Linked DNA regions of Mus musculus: regions 1, 2, 3, 4, 5 and 7 are each linked to region 6. The links are chromatin contacts, called in public Hi-C, HiChIP or PLAC-seq and promoter capture Hi-C maps. All regions are on one chromosome and are shown on one strand. Each heading gives the region's core, a stretch centred on a gene start, on an enhancer-like site or on the middle of the called end of the contact. The rest is flanking DNA. Distances are from core to core; before and after follow the strand shown.

Region 1 (3,082 bases), core at 273-2,772, 480 kb before region 6:
ATGGAGTAAGATGGCTGGAATGAGAACATCTTTAAAAATAGGTGTAAGGATACTGTTGGACCTTGAAAACAGCCTCCACAGATAGAGTGGTCCCCTTCCCCAAACCGACCTTCACAGGCAGGGAGAGAGAGAGAGAGAGAGAGAGAGAGAGAGAGAGAGAGAGAGAGAGAGAGAGAGAGAGGACTGAGAGAGAGAGAGGACTGAGAGAGAGAGAAGACTGAGAAAGAGAAGACTAAGAGAGAGAAGAGACTGAGAGAGAGAAGACTGAGAGAGACTGAGAGATTGAGAGGTCATAGGGTCTATTTAGAAGAAAAAGCTTCAATAGCTGTTTGAACTCCCATAGTGCTGGCAGATGTGGGGAGCAGGGATCTTGTACCTCAACTGCAGTTGTGCAGTGAGGGTTAGGGCCCACAAAGCTCGCAGAGTAGGGTATCCCCAGGACTTATGCTCCTGGAAAGGCAACTCAGGGAGAGTCCCATGGGGCTGCCACCTACCCCGTTTGCGCCAGCAGGGCCCCTCCCGCACGGAATAGGACAGTTCCACGAACTCGATGTCCACAGCAGAGCGCTTGGGCAGGTGAGAGAAGCGCTGTGCTTCTGTGATATGGTTCTCCACCTTCTTTAGGTGCGTGGTCAGCACAGGGGGCTCTGCCCCGTCCTCCAGTGTCACAGCCATGGCCACAGCCCCAGGGCCCAGTCCACAGCCCACGGCCTCCAATGCCTTCTCCGCCATCACGCAGCCGGCCTGCAGGAGAGGGCCTGCTTAGCTCCGGGCAGACCCTCCAGCCCTTGCTCAAGGCGCCATAGCTTTCCGATGCTGCCCCGCCTCCACTCCTCCCACCCCAGCCTCCTTCTCCGGGCAGATCCCCCAACTGTCCGCACCCCTTTTCCCGCCGGGTCTTATGCACTCGGGCAGCACACACCCGGTGGTGCAGTGACACTCAGTTGCGACCTCGCCTCGTTCCTTGGCAGTCTCAGCCTGGCCTTGCTCGCCTGGCCCATCGAAGCTGTGCCCGCTCCTCCCTCCCCGCCGCGGCCTTAATCTCCTTACCCCACAGACAAGCAGTCCCTGGGGGCCGGGCGAGGGTAACCACCCGCTCGGAGGTCGGGGAAGCTAGGAGGCACAGGGTGGGCCGGGGGAGGCTCTGGCCTCGGCTCCGAGCCCCTCTCTGCACGGACTGGCACCGCTCCTCGGCCGGCCTCCCCATCCCGCTCCTCCGGACTGTTCCCCCAAACAGCGACAGACCCCAGACCCTCCAAGCCGACCCTCTTGTCCCCTGCTCGCCTGGTCACCTTGACGCGTCTCCGGCCGCTGCGACGCAAGGATGCTCAGCAGAGATGCTCAACCGGGATGTTCGACCCGGATGCTCAGCGTTGCGGCGCGGGAGGTGGACACTCCGGCTCTCTTCACCTGCCTCTGGCTGCGGCACCCGCGCCCCGGCTCCCTGTCCCGGTGGCCCGGGCCGGGGCGGGGCTAGGCCAGGGCGGGCAGTAGAGGAAGGCAGGGCTCGGGTCAGAAAGGATGACACAGTTGCGGAGAGATGGTTGAGGTCCCGCCGCGATCCCACTTGGATGAACCCGCCGGGTTCTCGTAGTCTGGTCCCCAGCGCCTGTCCTCTGGACCTAGTCGGGCGGCAGTGTTCTCTTCCAAGCTTCTGCTCGCTGGTCCTGCTGCTCTTAAAGGGCCCGTACTGCCCCTCACTCCGCGAGTAGCAAGGATGGAGGTGGTGAAAGCTATGCCTGCAGAGTTGGGGCCCGAATGGGGCCCTTTTTTGGACCTAGGACTGAGGTCAACCCGGAGGTCACCAAGGGAGGGAGACTTGATGTTACTCAGAGAGGCAGGTCCTTGAGCGGTAGGTGCCCAGGGGGGTTGGGAAGCTGTCGGTCTATCTGCATACACAAACCCCTCATTGCTTATCTCTTGCAGTTCAGCTTTGGAGCGCAGCCCCACCCAACCCTAAAGTACAAAGGACTTGAATGTATAATTCTTGAGACTTTGAGACAGCCTCTCACGCCTCTTCACATCCCCCCTCTCTAAGGGCTCAAGAGGACACTAGTTATGAAGAGACAGGGGATAGTAGTTATGACAAAGCCTGCAGGCAGCTCCAAGGTTAACCTTGACCCAGTCACAGCCTGCTTTGGCCATCAAAGTCTTTATTCTATTCGACCAGCCAGATTCAGGTCTCCAAGCCAGTATAGGCTGATCTAAGAGGCTGCAGTCCATACATACACAAAGCTCTTCAGATTCTGTCTTGGACGGCTTTTCATAGACATGGACATTCTCTCTCACCTACAAGCGTGGCTGGGTCCTCAGAGCGCTTACACCGCCCCCGCCCCCGCACCCCGCCTACTTGCTTTGGCCCTTTCTCAATTACTCTTGGCTCCTGCCTGCCCTATCCTCTATTTCTTTAAGGGGTCAGTAAGTCACGTGACCTGAGCTTTTTAGTTCCCGCCTGTCACATGCAGAGACAGATAGGAGGTAGGTAGGCTTAGGTTCTGGGTACTGCTTCCACTGCTACTGCAGCGGAAGATGCTAATAATCCAACACCAGCCCCCAACCCTCGCCCAAACCTCTCTGCAGCCCAGGAAACTAGCGACCCTGCAGGACATGTCCACACCCACCCTGAGACTATGAGGTTCATGGGGGTTTGGGATCCAATCTTTCCCAATTTCCCTTCATCCCTGTCTCACCTATGGTCATTCCTCAGGACCAATCTTCGAATTTTCCAGATGGACCCTCTATTCTTCAAGTTAATCTCCAATACCTCATGATAGACAATACCCCAATGATTGCTTTGTATGTAAGCGCGCGCGCGTGCGTTAGGGTCTCACTAACTCAGGCTGTTGCTGAGGCTGGCTTTGACTGCCCAGTCTTCCCCCTCTCTTGGGTGCAGTGACTATAAACATGTCACCAGGCCTGTCTAACATAAGTACTTACTGAAAAACTACTATAAACTGTACACTCTTCTCAGATAATCTTAGTACTCCATGAAGCAGGGTTTTTGCTTTATTTTGTTGAGACAGTATCTTACTATGTAGTTTTGGCTGGCCTGGAATTTGGTAAGTAGACCAGGATGGCCTCA
Region 2 (2,711 bases), core at 92-2,591, 470 kb before region 6:
TAGATCCCACTACTCCTTTAACGTTAAAATGTAGATTCCATTTGACTGAAGGAGCCCTGTTTACACTCCAGTGTCTATACTTTACTAAACATTTTTAAGAATATAATAAGCTGGGCGTGGTGGTGCACGCCTTTAATCCCAGCACTCGGGAGGCAGAGGCAGGCGGATTTCTGAGTTTAAGGCTAGCCTGGTCTACAAAGTGAGTTCCAGGACAGCCAGGGCTACACAGACAAACCCTGTCTCTAAAAACAAAACAAAACAAAAGTATATAATAAGTATGTAGTTTAAAAGAACGAGAACAAAGTGAAAGGTTGATGCAAAATTTCTAGGAGGGACATTAAAGGGACAATTCTGCAGAAGTGAGATGGCTCAGTGGGGGAAAGCAGCTCTTGTCACACTAGCCTGACAACCTGAATATGACCCCAGGAACCCCACCACCACCATTCACTCACATATGCTCACACCACTAATCAAGTGGTGGGGAACAGGGTGGCGTTGCCAGTCTTTGAGACAGGATCTCTTGAGAATTTCAGGACAGCCAGAGCCACAAAGTTAAGATGGTCTCACAAAAAAGAAAGCCACCACGGACATCACATTATGTCTAAGGGTGTATCTGTCTGAAGAGGAAGTCAGAAGGATGGAGAAGGAAAATAAAACGAAACTCCTTAGTTTTGTGATCTTAAATTACTTAAGCCATATGGGCCTAATGCACTACTGAGGCTCACTAAGGGTTTGCTACATCTAGCCTTGTTTCTGAGTGTTAATTAGGGGATGGAGAAGCATCCAACCCCCCCAGGATCCTTACCTGACATTTCATCACTAGTCAAAGTACAAAACCATCCCATCAACAATTATCAGGAGAGTATATACTCTATCGCCAGGCACCAATGAACTCTGAGCCACAATCCAGAAGAAAGGCCCAGGTCCTAAACAAGGACTCACAGACCAGGATCTGACGGCTGAACCCCGCAACCAATCCAAGGCGCAGGACCAGGGAGATCGGGACACGAAAAGGCCGGTGGGCAGCCTCGCCTGGGCGCTGAGGCCGGAGGATAGGTAGCTAGAACTCAGAGGAAGTAGCCCATCCGGGAGAGCTTCCCGGGATCCCCGGCGTCAAGCGTGGTGCCGAGGGAGTCCAGCCGCAGAGACCCCCTAGCCCGAGGGCGCGGAGGCTAAGGGCCGGCACGGACGCCACACCGAGCGGCTCCAGGAAGCCCGGCCTTCCGCAGGCTCCGGAGAGAGCCGCTTTAGCCGCCAAGGTACGGGAGCCGCAAGCCTCCACTCACCTGCCAGCGCCGCTGGTTTGCCCAGCGCCCCACCCACCTCACACCATCTACCCCGAGGCGTTTGAGCGACGACCAGCGACAGCCAATCGCCGCTCTCGAGTCGACCGACAGCCAATGGCCGCTGCGTCTGTCAGAGCCCGTGCGCACCAAAACACGGAAGAGGCGGGAATCGTCCCGGAGAGGGCTCCGAGTCCCAAGGGGGAGAGTGAGGGACGACCGGATGTGGCTGAAGTTCGCGTCACCTTCAAAAGTGGGTTGGGCCTGCTCCCGACTGTGCGCAGGCGGGAAGCTTTGAGGCTTGAATTCCCACTACTGCGCAAACTCGCGCCGACCACCCACTGGGCATGCGCCTAGTTTGGCCGGCCTTGTCTGTCATCTTCCTCACGGTGTTTGTAGTTCGGTTAGTTGTCTAGGTAGTTCGCCTACACTGGGGCACCACCTTCATCTTTGATTTTCTTAAGTCTTCTCTGTTTTATGTACCGTACCCCAGGTTGACCTTGGACTCACAGAGACCCACCTGCCTAAGTGCGCCACCTCACCAAGTTTAAGGGATACTGGGGGATTCATTCAAGGGTTTCTGCTTGCTAGACAAATGCTCTACCAACAGACACACACACACCAGCCCCGGAGTCTACTTTTTTTTTTTTTCTTTTTTCTTTTTTTTTTTTTTTTTTTGGTTTTTTCGAGACAGGGTTTCTCTGTGTAGCCCTGGCTGTCCTGGAACTCAGAAATCTGCCTGCCTCTGCCTCCCAAGTGCTGGGATTAAAGGCGTGCACCACCACGCCCGGCCGAAGTCTACTTTCTTTAACACGTGATCATCCATATTCCTCTATCTTCACTTCCATTCTGTTCGACGAATGACACCCATTCCAGAACTCCACACTCATTTAACATGCCCCAGTGCTTAATTTCTCTACAAGACATCCTTCACAGAGCCCAGCAAAGTGATCTTTAACAAAACCAGACTCGATCAAGTCAGAATTCTGTGTAAAATATTCAAAGGCGTTCTGTTGCCTTCAGTACAATGGCCCCAAACCAAATGGAGAATTTCCAAACGCCAGCATCTGGGTGCTGCCTACCTCAAATCCTATCTTGCGTCTTGGACCTCATTTCCTGCACCTCAGACACAAATTTCAGTTTCCCCACCACACTGTGCCTCCTTTTACTTCCCATGTGTCCACTTGTTTTCCCCTGAAAGTCTCCCCTTCCCACTTCCCATTACGTAACTAGCCATTCTTGTGTTTTCAATGGAGACGGTCCTTTGCCTGAGAATTGACTCTTCTTATTATGATATATTGTATTTGTGCTTACTACTGTGCAGTCTACACTACCCAGTGAGAAAGACCAGTTGCGCCTATTTCTTCGTTTTTATAAACCAGTCACAGTCACACAATCCAGTGAAGGAAATTCAGAATTTAAAATTGC
Region 3 (2,904 bases), core at 222-2,721, 430 kb before region 6:
TCCCCAGACAGTCTGATTCCCCAGGTAGTTAGGCTACTCCAAGGCAAGGCTCTCTCCTCTGTGAAAGCCTGTGAGCTCCACAGTCTAACCCGACAGTCCTGCCAATATTGGGGAGCCACTTTGGGGTTCTAGGCTCGGGGTACCACATTCCTCCATCCTCACTCACTCGTTTTTTTCCAGGGCGTTTTCTAGCTCCTTGGTAAACAGGCTCTTCTCTCCAATCTGCCAGGCAAGAGAGAGCCTCAGAGTGAACCCCTTACACGTGGGAGAGGGACAAGAAGAATGGGGACAAGGACTGGCGTTACCTTAGAGAGTGCAGTATCAAGAATCTTGTCTCCCGTGGTGGACATAGCAACTGAGGAGAGAGTCAATCAGATACCCATTAACACCTACTGAGTCACCCCTCGTTCAGGCCTTGACTGGATTCACAGTGGAGTCTGAGGCATAGAAGACCCAGCCCCTACTCTCTCAGATACACACACCGACAGAAAAAGCAGACATACTCATAAAAGAACCCAAAGCAGAAAGTATGAAATGTCAGGCTAGCCCGGGCAGCTGGAGGAGATGTGCACAGGAGACAATCTTTCTTTCCCTTCACAAGCAGCCAGAATAGTCTTACAAGGCAGGCTTTGACCACAGGCAAAGCCAGAGATGCCCTGTCCTCCGGTTCACTGGCTTCCCGTTCACTACCAATCACTCCTCTCAAGAAAACTTACTGATTTCAAACTGTATGCCAGGGTACAAGGCTTTCAGCATCGCCACCACAGTGTCGGTCTGTATGCGAGCCAGCTGGGGAAAGAGAGTCAGATGGTTTCTCACCTCCCCTGGCCACTGGCCCAGGCTCAGACCCTCATATGGACCAAGAAAGCAATGAAAGGGGTTAGACTTCTCACATGAGGCCTGCCCTGAGAGTCCCTTCTCTGTACCCCAATCATTTCCCTGCTCCAGAGACTCTCTTTTCTGTACCCCATGAAATCGACTCTCACACACTCTTATTTGCTCAATGCTAGCCTTTGGGTCCCACTAGTGACCCTGTGAGTCTCTGGGTCCCACTAGTGACCCTGTGAGCATTACAATTCTTGAGACAACGCGCTATGTCTGTACTCACCTGGCTCTTACGGGTGCCCACTCGAATCACCCTCATCTTTGAGCCGTTTTCTTCCTGCAGAAGAAAGTCCCTAGGTTACGATCTTTTCCTCATTCAAAGAACTAGGATCACAGGCTTAGGAAAGAGGACTCCCAGGTCCTAGGCAGGTGAGGCTGCTAGGAAGGAGAGACTCCCAGGACTGGTCCTTGAATCTTCCTTGGTACCTTCTGCCCTCCTACGGGATCCAGAGAAGCAAGACCAGAGGAAAAGCTGTAATAGGATCTGTTGTGGCAGCAGCAACAGGACACTGAGCCCCAAAGCCCAGCCTGGCCAAGGAGGTTCTGAGTGGGAGGGCTGCACACAGCCAGGTGGGCAAAATGATAAGGCCCATCAGCCTCGGCACAGTGAGGGTGGGCCCTGCTGGAGGGTGGGGCCTACAGAAGCTGGGGCAGGACAGCCGAAGCCTCCCATTGCTAGAGAACAAGCTCACTGTCCACAACAACTCAGGCACTTGAGAAGGCCTCACTAAGCCCTGGGTGAGTCACTAAGCATCCCTTAGTACCACCAGGATGTACTCCTAACAAGGACTGAAATCAACCAAGCTAATGTACAGCCCTTTCATGCCCTTGGCTGGGTGACTTTGGGAACATCATCCCATCAAGGGCTTGTTAAATTAAAGGCCACCTCATGCCTCAAGAAGTCCCAGAAGACTACAAGAATAAACTGCCTAACAGTCATTGCCTACTGGCTTCCTCTGGTGTCTTAAGCCAGAGCCAAGAGCTCAAAAGGACACACCTCTTTCTTTTGTTAAGGCGCCTTGGATAAAGGTGTCTAGGGCCAAGCAGGTAGAACTGGGTTCTGCAGTCTGATACAAAGGGGACAGGAGTCACTGTACAGATTGTCCCCCTTCCCTGCACCAGGTTCCTCATCTCACAGGTTCTTCTATAACCAGACACTCAAGTTCTTGGTCACTGAAGGTGAAAACTTGCTCTTGGACTCCAGTCTACTCCACTGCTGAAGATCCCTCCAACAAACGACTCTGAGATAGCCTTTGCAATTTAGCTGGGCTTGAAATAACACAGAAATTTCGGACAACAGGGAGCCCATAGAAAGGAATTGCTAAGTTCAAACAATTTGTTTTTTAATTAATTGACCCAGAACAGCATTTGAGCCGTGTCTGCATATTGTCCTTGCAACAACCCTACTAGGTTAGACAGGGTAGGTACTTCCACCCGTGTCACAGAAGCAAAGATGCAGAGTGGTCAAATTACTGTCTAAACATCTCACAGCTATGAACAGACAGAAAGTGGGTGCTGAAATCCAGGCCTTCCTACCCTAACCCTGTGCTCTAAAAATGTTTTCATAGCCAAGACTACTGCTTACTGCCTGGGCAGGAGATAAGCAGGCTTCCCAGCTCAGCCTTATCTCAGGCAGCCTGCCCACAAGTTCAGAACTTTCCAGGCAGGCCAGAAATGACAAGGCCCAGGGGTGGGTTCCCCCGCTCACAATAGCAATTCAGGTGTGTCTCTACTAGGACTTTTGTGGGTGGCTAAGGCTGGGTGACTTCATAACGGTGAACGGGAGAAGGCGTGTAACCTCCAAGATGTTTGTATACAGTTTTAAGAAGTGGGGTGTGCTCTCCCCTGAATGAAGTGGATCGTATTCCGAGATAGCTGGATTTGCCTCAGCCCCTTCTTCGTGAAAAGGATCTTGTCTGTGTATAATCCTTTACTGGCCGGGAACAACAGAGATCCAGCCAGAGCCTACAGGGATGGAATCCCAGGGCGGACCACCTTTCCACTCACAACCCCGCCCCC
Region 4 (2,801 bases), core at 114-2,613, 370 kb after region 6:
AGGCGTGGTGGAGAACACCTTTCATCCCAGCACTCAGGAAGGGGAAGAAGAGGCAGGGCGATCTCTGAGTTCCAGGACAGTTTGGCCTACAGGGCTACACAGAGAACTCCTGTCTCAAAACCACCACCACTACAGCAATGACAGCAGGAACAGCAACTCAGGATCATTAAGTAAAGTTTATCTCCCATCCTCGGCCTCTGACTGCTTTTCCATGGTGGCCTAGAAGATGGGATTTCTTTTCAGACTCTTCCCCAGTCATCTTGCTTTTGTGACTGGTCCTGCAGCGACTGGGGTTCCACTCAGGAACCACCCACCTGCTTATCAAACTTATCCAAGAGGAGTCCAACTCAGCAACCCCTAGGGGAAACACTAGATTCTTGGATCCCCAGAACCCTTTAGAACTCAGAGGAGGTGTGTTCCCTGGACTCATGGGCTAGCATGAGGTCCCCTAAAACTAGGAGCCCAGGGCTGCCCTCCCTGTTGCCTAGCATTGAGGATGATGCTATTTTGCATCAGGAGGTAAATATCATGGGGTCACCATCCAGCAGACAGCAGAATTCTCCAGAAAAGTTGTGTGCTTTGTTCAGAGTTCTCCAGCAGCAAACACAGGGCATCAGAGCTGTTCAACTACCATGACAACCAACGAAGCAAAAGAAAACAAGGTTCTCCCCGCAGACAGTTAACATTCTGTATACAACCTCAATGGTCTCTTATGGCGCTGAAGCCTTTCAGGAACTCCGGGTTGGAAGATGGGTGGAGGGTGTGGCGAGGTGGAGGGTGTATTTCCAAGGTTTAACTGGTCTCCGGACAGTGAGGAGGATTTGTCCTGGAGGGTAGCTTGAGTAGTTGACTAGAGGTCTTGAGGGGGGACCTTCTTGGTGTTTACGGTTGCCTCCCCACCCCCGCCTCCCCGCGCTGGGGGCAAAGCACGCTGTCTCCAAGTGACTGCCTGCCAACCCTCTAAGAAGCAAAGAGTCTGTGCAGAAATGGGTTGGTGGGCGGCGTGCAGGAGACTTTGCAGGGGAAACTAGGTTTGCCACAGCCTAAAAGCCATCCGCAGAGCGAATGAGCGGCGCGGCTGGAGGCGACGCGTGTTGGTTCAGGGCTGTACCGGTCGTCCGCAGCGGGCAAGCCGGCACACGCCCACCGGCTGCGGCAGCGCCCGCTGCGGATGTCCTCCCGGCGGTCCCCGGAGAGGCAGCCGCTGCCCTTACTCGTGTTCTCTGAGCGGAACAAAAACAGCCTTCCAACAAACCTAAAAGCTCCACCTCTACTCCCCCGTGAACTCTTCTCCTAATTGGCAGCTCGGCGCTTGGGATGATGCGGGCGTCTGCGGGCTGGCCCTGCAGTGCCAAGCCGCAGCATTCCCGTCCCGCTGGAGAGGAAGAGGGCTGCCCAGGCTGGACCCTACGGCCGTGATACACGGCGCAACGGGCACTGTGCGAAACCGACGGGGACGCCGCCCCTCCTGCGGCTGGAGCGCTTCCAGAGCAGAGGCGCATCGCAGTGCCGCTCGCCCCGGCGTCCTCCCTTCAGCTCCGGCTCCTCCTCCCCCTTCCAGCCCCGGCTCCTGCAGCCGGCTCCAAGAGGCGGCGGGCGCGCCTCCCCCTCCTTGGTCTCCCCCTCGTCTCGCTCTCTCGCGGCTAACTTTCCGGAGCCCCGACCCGCGGCTCGGAGCTCCCCTGGCAGCTGCGGGGCCCACAGACGACCTCGGGTGGAGAGCCCGGCTGTCCCCACTATTCCATCCCAAGCCCCCGGAGCGCTCCAGAGAGAACAGGACCATGTCCCGGGCTGGGAACCGAGGCAATACTCAGGCGAGATGGCTGGGCACTGGGCTTTTGGGTAAGATAGCCCCAGCTTTGTCATTTCTCTCTCTCGCCTCTTTCTTAACCCCACCCCATCCTGAAGGAGGTGAAGAGAAGTGCCTTAGACAAGGTGGCACCAAATGATTGGGATGCCGGTCTTCCTCCGGACCCTTAGCTTTAAGACTATGTTCCCTGGGAACCTTGTGCATTTTCCCCAACCCCTGCCACCCGGGCAGTGAGTTTCTTGCTTTCTTTGATGCCTTTTGGAGCTAGGTGTTGGAGCTGCAGCAGGGAAATCCTCCTGAGACCGGAGTTAAGGCATGCTGGTGGGGTGGGGGCTGGGGTGTCTACTGCCTTGAGTGTGGGGGCTCCAGGGAGTTTGCAGGTGTAGCGGTGTCTGCCGCTCTTGCCTAGTACTATTGACTTGCTTGCTTCCCTGGCAGCAGGAAATGCTCCAATGGGGGACGAGGGTCTCCCTCCCGACTCTTCGCCAGGTTCTCCCCACTTCTTCCTTTCTGGTGTCCATTGCCACTCTTTCAAATGCTGGAAGGACTTAGAAGAACCCAGAGGACCACTCAAAGGCCACCTTTTCAGAAGGTCCTTGTCCCTCTTCCTTTAAAGGGTTTCTTTGGGGAAAGACCTGTTTGGCTTGCTACTGGCTTTTCATTTTGGGGAAGGCTGGGAAGAGAGAGGAGTCAGGCCCAGAGGACACAGAGGGTATAGACTCTTATGGCTATCTATTAATATTCACATGATGGTTTTGAGTGTCAAACTCCAAGAGATTAAGCAATGGTATTTATTAGTCCAGACCAGAATCTAATCTTCTACACAGCCTGACTTCCAATGTAAGCTGACTCCGTCTCTGGCACCTGTGCCTCTTCCTGTTTATATAAAGTCAAGTTTGGTTTTTGACAGCATAACCCACCCACCCACCCCCCACTGGATCAGGCACATGGTGGAGGTATCTGTGCTGGAAGCAGGGGGCACAGGCCTCTT
Region 5 (3,048 bases), core at 63-2,562, 340 kb after region 6:
TCTCTCCTAACTTCTACTTGTGACAACCTGTATTCTCCCCTCCTTCGAAATAACAAGTTTCAAACATACACCAAAGCCAAGGGAAGTGTGCCCCAGGCACCACCAATCATCTGGGACCATCAGCTACATTACCCACGGGTGTTAAAAACACAGACACTATCTTTATGATACCCGGCAGCATTAGACGTTATTTGTTGACATAATCAACGTCCAGTTTACATTCGCTCCCTGCTCCCCTTGTCTCAAAACCTGTTCCTTTCCTTGTTGATTTGTTTGAATCCGGGTCCCTCAGAGGTCCATGCTCTATTCTCTTGTAAAAGTCTCTTAGGCATTTGTGCATCAGCCTTCTCTGACAAGTTCTGTATTCTGCGGAAATGCTAGAGCAATGAGGAAGTCATTACTTTCCAAGAGCCTCCTGCCCACTTCGCTGAACCCAAACAACAAAAGGCAACTCTTTCCTGGGTGTTTACATCTATGTACGTACGTATGTACGTACGTACGTATGTATGATCTATCTATTCTCTTGCCCCTCCCCGTGTGTGTGTGTGTGTGTGTGTGTGTGTGTGTTGGGGAGAGACAGAGAGAGACAGACAGACAAACAGAGAGACAGAGAGAGAGCATGTAGCATGAGTATACAGGTGCCACTAATGTGTTGAGGTTAGACCATAACTTGCAGGGATCAGTTCTCTCCTTCTGCTGGGTGACCAGGTGTGTTCCCGGGGATCAAACTCAGGTCATCATGCTTGGCAGTGGCCACAAGCACTTTCCCCAGGGAATCAACTCACAGGCCTTTGGGGCGTATTCATATGATAAAAAGGACTTCCTTACAGCCCTTTGATAAAAACAGATGGCTCTAACAGTCTTTCTCTTTTTCCTTTTTTCTTTCTCTCCCTCCTTCCCTCCCTCTCTCCTTCTCTCCCCTCCTTCCTCCCCTCTCTTGCAAGGGTCTTGCTTTGGAGCCTAGGCTAGCTTTGGACTGCTATGAGTTCAAGGCAGTCCTGTCTCTGTTTCCCTAGTGCTAGGATTGCAGGCACGTGCCACCTCACCTAGAATTCTCTAACAATTTTCAAAGTCTAAAAATCATTTCAAATGCAGTAGGAAGGCAAAATTTGATTGAGCTCTGAGTTTAGAGGCTAAATTTTCTGGCAACTTAATTTCTTCCAGGAATATCTTTTTTATGCCCTCCCACCTGCTTTCTGAAATCCACCAACCACAATATTTACTCCATCCCCTTTTTTTTCTTCCTTTCCCTTATACACCACCCCCCTCTCTTTTTAGCAGCCACATACAAGTCGGCCATATTAGAGAGATGGAAATAAAGCTTCCTCAATGTTGCATATGTCTTTGAAGTACATCCGTGCATTTTCTTTTTTAGCATTTAACCATTCCTACCTTGTGGTCCTTGGTCCCTCAATCACCCTTTCCCACAGCCCACCCGCCTAACGTCACAGTCTCTGAAAATGCACAGGGATGCCTGGCTACCTCGCCCTGCCTTCAGTCTCACGGGGCTCAGTCTGTTTTTCTCTTTGGGTAAGTTAGAACCACATCTGCATGCTCCTAAGGGTCAGAAGTGCAGCTGCAGCGGAAAGAGGAGGGGGCGGGGGAGGGGGCAAGAGGGAAGGAGTGTGAGCCGCTTCCCTCTGTGTCCTTGGGAAGGGGCGTGCTGGGGATCTGGGACAGCTGGGACTGCCGGATGCTGGGCTTCTCCTTCCCAGAAATGTTGACTAGAGGGTGAGTGTTGCTCGGGGATGAAAATGGTCAAATTTATCAAGAGGTGGTTCATCCTGTAGATTTCCCTGAAGTGGACCCATGTGGGGGTGGGGCAGAGCTAGGCTGCTCTGCGGTCTCTTCAGGGATTTTTCTCTTCACCACCACCACCACCACCACCACCACCACCACCACCACCACCACCACCATCATCATCATGTTTTCATTTTCAGTTACTTCCCAAGAGATCTCATAGGAGTTGCTGGCTTCTTTAAAAGTCTCATTTGTGAGCCCGTTCCCTGGGATCTGGTGGATTTAAAGGAGATCGCGTTCTCGAGAGTTGGGGGCAGAGAGTTGAGCCTATCCCACCAATTTGTTGGGATGCGTGTGGGAGGAGGTGGGTATCAGGCTTAAGGACCAGCTCCGGGTTGGCAGGAGAGGCACCAGAGTAGCTGCTACCGAGGCAGGCACCCCTGGTGTGAACCAGATGGAATGGATGAGGTCAGGTGCCCAGGATCCTGGGAAAAGGAGCAAACTGTAAGTGGAACCTAGGGAGAGTTCCTTTAAAACCAGTCTCCGTGGTCCAGCCCAACCTTGCAGACCACCCTGTCGTAAGGTCCCAAAGCCAATTTCATAGCTGAACACCTAGAGACCTCGTACTAGGCAGGTATGTTAGGAGGCTATTTGTAGGCCTGCTTCCCGACTCTACCCCACCCCACAACCCATAAGGTCTCACTTTGTAGTCTTGGCTGATCTCGAACTTTCAGTGATTCTCCTGTCTCTTTCTCTTCCTGGGTGATGGGATTACAGACAAGTGCCACCATGCTGGGCTCTAAACCTGCCTTGTGGACAGTTTTACTCTCACTCTTAAAATTCTCTCTGTAGTGCCTGAGGGTCAAGTTTAAGGATCTTAGGTGAGATTAGGTCCCACTATAAGCTCTCTCAATCTGTCTGTCTCTCTGTTGTCTCTCTTTCTGTCTCTATGCTGGTCTCTGTCTCTCTGTCCCACCTTCTGTGTCCTTTCTCACTGTGCTGGGTGGTATATCCCCCCTCCCTCTCATGCTGGGTATAGGGCCCACAGGGATAACAGAGACATGAAGCAATCCTGGTAACCTGCAAGATAAAGATCTAACATCTTTCGTCTTTCGGAACTGGACCCAAGTTTAAAACTAGCTTTGTGTTTTACTCTATAACCATGGGCGAGACCCTACCTACCCCGAGCGCCACTTCAGCATCACTGCTCCCATGGGAGACTGGAGACTGTCTCTTGCTTGGTGAGCTTGTGACCTAACACACAGCAGGGGCCAACATGCTTCCCGTGAACCCTGGCATGGCATATTT
Region 6 (2,923 bases), core at 332-2,831:
CCATAACTCTGTACAATTTTTAGGTATCGATTTTCTTTTTTAAAGAAGCACGTATGAGTCTCTCATTTTTCTTTTTCTGAGTTGGGATTGTAGGTCTGAACACTATAGGTTAGTGCCCTGCTGCATGTACATCTGCAGGCCAGAAGAGGGCATCAAATCCCTCTCATAGAGGGTTGTGAGCGACGATGTGGGTGCTGGGAATTGAACTCAGGACCTCTGCAAGAATAGACAGTGTGCTTTTCTTTTTTTTTTCTTTTTTTCTTTTATTATTTTGGGGGGTGGTGTGGCCTCCAGATAGGGTTTCTTTGTGTATAACCATGACTTTCCTGGAACTCGCTTTGTAGATGAGACTGGCCTAGAATTCAGAGATCCGTCTGCCTTTCCCTCCTCAGTGCTGGGATTAAAGGCATGTGCCACTGAAAGACCCACAACATGAGGACTCCCCCACGTTCTGACTCAGGAGAGGCGACACCCCAAAATCACCAACGAGAAAACGGTCTTGTTGCAAATTGCAAGAGGATTTTTATTCAAGAGTGCTCTCGGGCCCACGGTCATACACCACGCAGGGGTAGAGGACTGTGGCGCCCCGAGTAGCTGAGTAAGGGGGTATTTAAAGGAGAAAAACCACAACTCAAGGAGGTGGGAAGGGCGTTGTTGGAAAATACCAAAAATACCAGGTAAGAGTCACAAGGAAGTACAAAGTCACAGGTGTCACAAGGAATACCTGGTAATTGTTAACTCTCAAGACAGTTTCTAAGAGCCCCTAACAATAGCACATTTGCATTGCAGCTTCCGGTAATGGTCAGGGTGACTTTCTTTGAATGAATACTCCTTGAACTCAGGAAGTGGGTGGGTGGAGGAATGTCACTATCTGTTTTATGATTAGCATACCTTGGAGCACTGAGTTTACTACTCTTTCACCACCACGCCCAGCTGTGTTATTTTTTATTTTATTTTATTATTATTATTTTTTATCAATTTTGAAACTGGACCTCAATAGCCCAGGCTGGCCTCAAATTTACCAAGTTACTTACTGAGTCTGATCTTGAACTTCTAATCCTTCTACCTCCACCTCCAAAGCGCTAGGATAGCAGTTATGCACCAGCTTGCCTGACTCATAGTTTTCTTTAGCAAGTAAAAACACAGGACACAGATAAATCCTAATCTCAGATGAAGGAAGAGAAAGTATGCTCCTGTGACATAGGGTATCGCGAGGAAAAGGGCTATCGCGCCACAGAGATGCTATAAAAGGGCTTTTAAACATGCTTGGACTTTTCCTTGAAGAGTGTCTAAACTGTGGATTAGGCCTATCTAGGAGAGACTGTAGGCCAAATGAGCCTTGTCTTTGAGATGACAGTTTCTAGTTGGAGAAAAGAAATCCACTAGCCTGGCCTTCCACCTTTGGCCACTAGATGTCACAACCGACTCAGTTGCGGAAACCATAGATAAGCGGGCTGCTAGACCGCCTAGTGCCCGGGGCCGCTCTATCCCAGCGCCGCGTCTCTGCTTCCGCCACCACCGGCCGCAGCAGAGGGGCGGGGTGGCGGCGCAGTGGCGGGGCACGTCTCGCGATCGTTCCTTCAGACTCTCGCTTTGTTTTGATTTATTTATCTTTTTCCCTAACGACTGACAACAGGCGGCTTGTTGCACTTAGGGATCCTTGAAGTGGCTGGGCCTGAGAGTGAGACCCCAGTCCTCGGCTGGGGTTCTTTCCAAATAGAAGAAACGGATCCAGAGGGGCTACAGGTAATTGGTGCTCCCGCCAGCGTTCTTTGCTCTCTGCGCCCCACCAACTGCCCTGGATCCTTGACTCTCCGAGAACCCGGTGGGATCCTATCTTCAAAACGGGCGGAAGTAGAGGTGATGCTCTGAGGATTAGTGGATGGGGCCGAGGCTGGAATTTGCCTTCTCTCAGGACCATCCTGTCCCATCCCCATACCCTCCACCTCTGGCAGAAGCCTCAACAGCTGTGCGAAAACTGACCAAACCTGAGACGGACGGCCGGCCGCAGTCTGGCTGTGCATGCTGTGCTTCCCTGCCTGCATCTTATGTAGAGCTTTTGGGTTGCTGCTGGGAAGGGTTGGATACCGTTTTCCACTGCACTTCTCTTGGCACCCAGCCAATGCTAGCTAAATAATGCTCTTGGGTCAGGAAACTTTCCTTTGGGGGAAAGCTTGGATCGGGGTGAATGCATCTCTGCACCGAGGCTGGATGTATATCCCATGATAGGAGCTATGTAATCGTATTTCCTTTTGCTTAGACCAAAATTGTTGAGAACCAGACATACGATGAGCGTCTAGAGATTAACGACTCGGAAGAGGTTGCCAGTATTAGCACTCCAACCCCAGGACAGCAAGGTAAGAGAAGATGAGAGACAAAAAAAAGGGAGGTGATTTTCAAACAAGTGGCGCAGATAGGATTCAGGTTGTATTCAGCAAGCTCTTAGCAAGTGTTGACCTCCTGCTTTAACTTGGCGCTGATTTTGCTTTCTCACTAGTTGAGGGAGAAACCAGTCCATCAGATTTTGGGATCTTTGAGTGCAAACTTATCCCCTGTCATTTTTAACTCGCTGTTACTGCTAGTAGATTCTGGCACAGGTTCGCTGTGTTTTGGGTTTTTTTAATTTTTTAATTTAATTTAATTTAAATTTAATTTAATTTAATTTTTAAATTACTATTTTAGAAATGTTTATGTGTATGTATGTTATTTGCTTGCATGTTTTTCTGTGAACCACCTGCCTGCCTGGTGCCCTCAGAGACCAGAAGAGGATGTTGTCAGATCTCCTTGAACTGGAGTTACACATGGTAATGAGCTGCTCTAGTGTGGGTGCTGGGAACTGAACCCTGGGTCCTCTGGAAGATCAGCCAGTGCTCTCAATCGTTGAGCCATCTCTCCAGCCTGGCTCACTGTGCTTTTGTTTCTA
Region 7 (2,874 bases), core at 181-2,680, 500 kb before region 6:
TGTGCCACGGCTGAGTTTTAATGGCTGTATCACTTTATCATCTCTCTGACTTTTATGTAAGCTGCCTGTAAGGCTGGCATAAATAATAAATGGATGTGTGAATGAACTTCCTGCTTGACACAAGGATGTGCCGCCTCTGCCTCACACTTCAGCCATGCCAACCTGGCCTCGTCAGCCCCCCTCCTCTGTTTACTTTGTGGCAGAGCTCCCCCAAGCCCTGGATTCACACACTATTCCCTTGCTCTTTATTCGAAGCCTTCCCCCACAGGCAGCGGTGGCAGTCTTACAGATCTCTCCCTACTGGTTTTTGCCAGCCTCTTCATTTCATCATTTCAGAGAGATCCTTCCAGACCTTACAAAACCCTACTTCCTCAAGTCCTCTGTGCCTCCACTGTTGGCCTATTCCACTCCCTCATCCCCTGCAGAAATCAGCTCCCTAAACTCCTAAGCTACTTGACAGCTATGAAACCCAGGCCCACACAAGCTATTTTTCCAGGTTTGCCCCCAGCCCACACCTCATCCTCCAAGACTACTATTGGATTCTTGCTCTCACCTTCCTAACTCAGTCCCTATACTTTGGTTAGCATTTACTTTATCAGAATCCCAGACACTCTTTGAAGATACTGCTCAAGGTACTCTTTCCCAAGGAGTCTATTCTGGCCCACCCCATCCCACAGCTCCTTGACATGCATATGTGGCTAGGCTGGCGTGGCCTCCCTCACTGCCGCTAGGGCAGAAGGGAAGCAAACTTAGGAAGAGGCTGCACTGAGCACAACTAGCCAGAGCAGGAGCTGGCTGAGGTCTTGAGTGGGCTGGAAACAGGAGACCTGGGGATTAGAGAAAGGTCCTGAAAACCTGACAAATCCCAGGATTGACATCAATCAGCCCCAGGTCCACTGAGTCAAGATAAGACGTGCAGGGTCTAGGATAATTCTCTAATCGAGCAGTTGTCATGGCACTAATCAAAAGAAGGAATGCAACAGAAGTTGCGGAGCTTTTCCACCAAACTGGGTCCCAAATAGCTTTCCCACTTCCACTTGGCTTGGGGGCGGGGGGGCAAAGTGAAGCTGCCAGTAGGCCTGTATTCAGCGCCCAAGCTCCGGCAGAATCCCCAGTGCCACTTGCCCGCTCCCGCGACCCAGCTGCCCGGCTCTTGCTTCCGGGGCCCAGCGCAGCCGTCCAGCCGGGGGCCGGAGGAGCGATCGACCCAGTTAGGCCTTTACCCAGGTTGCCTAGGCCCTGGTGCCCGTCGCCGTGGCCCGGAGGGAAGGAGGCCTGCGTCTCCCGCTGGCTCCGAGCTTCCCCGGCTCGCTCGGCACGGCGCGTCTAGGCCGCCTCCGCCCGCCAGCCAGCGCGCAGCCCGGCCCACTCTGGCACCCCGCCCGGTCTGGACACTGGAGGGCACTGAGCAAAGACCCGCAGAAGGGGGAATGGGGTGCTGGCGCGGGGCGGAGACTCCGGCCCCACCCGGTCTTCCCAGGGCCCAGGTTCCCGTACTGCCCCCTGCAGGTTCCCAAGCGTCAGGCCCAGCCGATGACCTCATCCACCTCCAAGTCTGGACTTGATGAAGCCCATTTTACAGATGAAGACACGGAAGCGTGGAAGAGAAAATGACTCGGGCGCAGGTCGTCCCTGTTGGAAGTAGATGATTCAGAAGAAAAGCTCCGGTCTAGGCCTTCCTTACACTTAGGTACTCATCCCCAGAGCATAATGACTTCCCTTCCTGCTCACAAACGTAGCTTACCTCCAGGCAGAAGACAGCCCTTCTTGGATCCTCCCCTTCTGTGTTATTCAGTCCCAAGACTCTAGAGGGGGGCCTCTGACCACTTTGGCCAGGAAGGAAGAATGGGTACCGACAGATAACTTCCTTCTCCAACCTGTTCTTCCTGTCTGACATCCCGTCATGGTTTTAGCCTTGGGACTTCCGTGTTCTAAAAACCCCAACCCTCATCCCTTCCATTCAAGGAACACCCAAGGTTCTCGTAACCAAGCTGACAGTGACCTTCAAACAAGGAACGCCTCCACATGCAAACACTGGTGTGCAATGTGCAAAGAACAGACATGAAGTAGAGAACTCAGAGAGAGAGGCTCCTCAGGGCCGGCTGGGAAGAGGCTTTTGTGGTCTACCCTCCATAGGAACAGAAGGCCAATGGTGATAATTTTATCTAGGCGATTGTCCATTTATTCCATGTGTGGTGTTAGGCCAGTACTGAACATTCACCCTGGGCTGCCAAGCAGAGCAAGTCATGCAGGGACCCACCATACTTGACAATGAATTTCTTCAGAAGTCGAGGCAAACTATTAGGAAAATTACTACCTGCCTCTAGCAGAGACTCTGACATTTGAACTGGCTGTTAAAAAGTCAGAATGAAAAAAGTCACTGGGCAGCATGGAAAAGGGCATATTTGCATTTTAAGAGATGTTCTTCTAAGATTGGAGAATGGCTCGGCCGTTAGGAGCACTGGCTGCTCTTCCAGAGGGCCTGGGTTCCATTCCCAGCATCTACACAGCAGCTCACAACCATCTGTAACTCCATTCTCAGTGGATCTGATGCCCTCTTCTGGCCTCTTCAGGCACTGCATGTATATGGTACACAAATACACATGCATGCAAAATACCCATACACATATTTATTTGTTTGTTTATTTGTTTATTTATTTATTGGTTTTTCGAGACAGGATTTCTCTGTATATCCCTGGCTGTCCTGAAACTCACTTTGTAGACCAGGCTGGCCTTGAACTCAGAAATCCACCTGCCTCTGCCTTCCAAGTGCTGGGATTAAAGGCGTGCACCACCACCGCCCGGCTGAACATTTTTTTGCACATATTTTTTTAAATATTAAAAATAAAAGAGTCTGGGTAGAGGTAGCACATG

The links. Promoter capture Hi-C pulls out the DNA fragments that hold promoters and counts their contacts. Hi-C and Micro-C count contacts between places; a contact is called where the count stands out from the background. HiChIP or PLAC-seq counts read pairs in DNA pulled down with a chosen protein or histone mark. Capture Hi-C pulls out chosen DNA fragments and counts their contacts.
Region 1: a contact with region 6 is called in a promoter capture Hi-C map of neural stem cells. The contact joins the promoter of Abcg4 here to the promoter of Ift46 in region 6. A contact is called at or near these places in 3 of 39 promoter capture datasets (erythroid cells, fetal liver and neural stem cells) and 1 of 9 other capture datasets (adipose tissue).
Region 2: a contact with region 6 is called in a promoter capture Hi-C map of liver. The contact joins the promoter of Hinfp here to the promoter of Ift46 in region 6. A contact is called at or near these places in 4 of 39 promoter capture datasets (the HPC-7 cell line, fetal liver, liver and 1 more), 1 of 115 datasets of contacts at active chromatin or transcription factors (bone marrow-derived macrophages) and 3 of 9 other capture datasets (adipose tissue, liver and macrophages).
Region 3: a contact with region 6 is called in an H3K27ac HiChIP or PLAC-seq map of microglia, with 7 times the contacts expected there. The contact joins the promoter of Hmbs here to the promoter of Ift46 in region 6. A contact is called at or near these places in 3 of 115 datasets of contacts at active chromatin or transcription factors (embryonic stem cells, memory CD8 T cells and microglia) and 2 of 9 other capture datasets (adipose tissue and macrophages).
Region 4: a contact with region 6 is called in a Hi-C map of cortical neurons, with 4 times the contacts expected there. The contact joins the promoter of Scn4b here to the promoter of Ift46 in region 6. A contact is called at or near these places in 7 of 39 promoter capture datasets (embryonic stem cells, frontonasal cranial neural crest, hippocampal neurons and 3 more), 1 of 15 datasets of contacts at CTCF or cohesin (embryonic stem cells), 5 of 484 Hi-C or Micro-C datasets (cerebral cortex, cortical neurons, embryonic stem cells and 1 more), 11 of 115 datasets of contacts at active chromatin or transcription factors (the SCID.adh cell line, bone marrow-derived macrophages, embryonic limb bud and 4 more) and 1 of 9 other capture datasets (liver).
Region 5: a contact with region 6 is called in an H3K4me3 HiChIP or PLAC-seq map of embryonic stem cells, with 10 read pairs. The contact joins the promoter of Scn2b here to the promoter of Ift46 in region 6. A contact is called at or near these places in 1 of 39 promoter capture datasets (embryonic stem cells), 7 of 115 datasets of contacts at active chromatin or transcription factors (the 230-238 cell line, the SCID.adh cell line, bone marrow-derived macrophages and 2 more) and 2 of 9 other capture datasets (embryonic stem cells and liver).
Region 7: a promoter capture Hi-C map of erythroid cells shows a contact between it and region 6, with 12 times the contacts expected there. The contact joins the promoter of Nlrx1 here to the promoter of Ift46 in region 6. A contact is called at or near these places in 1 of 39 promoter capture datasets (erythroid cells) and 1 of 9 other capture datasets (liver).

What each region holds. Positions count from the first base shown.
Region 1 is chr9:44,286,722-44,289,803 of GRCm38.p6, forward strand. Abcg4 (ATP binding cassette subfamily G member 4) reads right to left here and starts at 1,523. Exons shown (of 15, transcript NM_138955.3): 1 at 1,293-1,523; 2 at 495-744. The coding sequence starts at 732.
Region 2 is chr9:44,304,330-44,307,040 of GRCm38.p6, forward strand. Hinfp (histone H4 transcription factor) reads right to left here and starts at 1,342. Exons shown (of 10, transcript NM_172162.3): 1 at 1,287-1,342.
Region 3 is chr9:44,340,910-44,343,813 of GRCm38.p6, forward strand. It overlaps Hmbs (hydroxymethylbilane synthase), which reads right to left and starts at 1,472. Exons shown (of 14, transcript NM_001110251.1): 1 at 1,312-1,472; 2 at 1,109-1,162; 3 at 717-789; 4 at 306-355; 5 at 167-222. The coding sequence starts at 1,144.
Region 4 is chr9:45,137,261-45,140,061 of GRCm38.p6, forward strand. Scn4b (sodium channel, type IV, beta) reads left to right here and starts at 1,364. Exons shown (of 5, transcript NM_001013390.3): 1 at 1,364-1,842. The coding sequence starts at 1,782.
Region 5 is chr9:45,116,564-45,119,611 of GRCm38.p6, forward strand. Scn2b (sodium channel, voltage-gated, type II, beta) reads left to right here and starts at 1,313. Exons shown (of 4, transcript NM_001014761.2): 1 at 1,313-1,530. The coding sequence starts at 1,461. All of the region lies in intron 1 of Gm10684 (predicted gene 10684), which reads right to left.
Region 6 is chr9:44,771,428-44,774,350 of GRCm38.p6, forward strand. Ift46 (intraflagellar transport 46) reads left to right here and starts at 1,582. Exons shown (of 12, transcript NM_023831.3): 1 at 1,582-1,746; 2 at 2,261-2,357.
Region 7 is chr9:44,266,757-44,269,630 of GRCm38.p6, forward strand. Nlrx1 (NLR family member X1) reads right to left here and starts at 1,431. Exons shown (of 10, transcript NM_001163743.1): 1 at 1,224-1,431.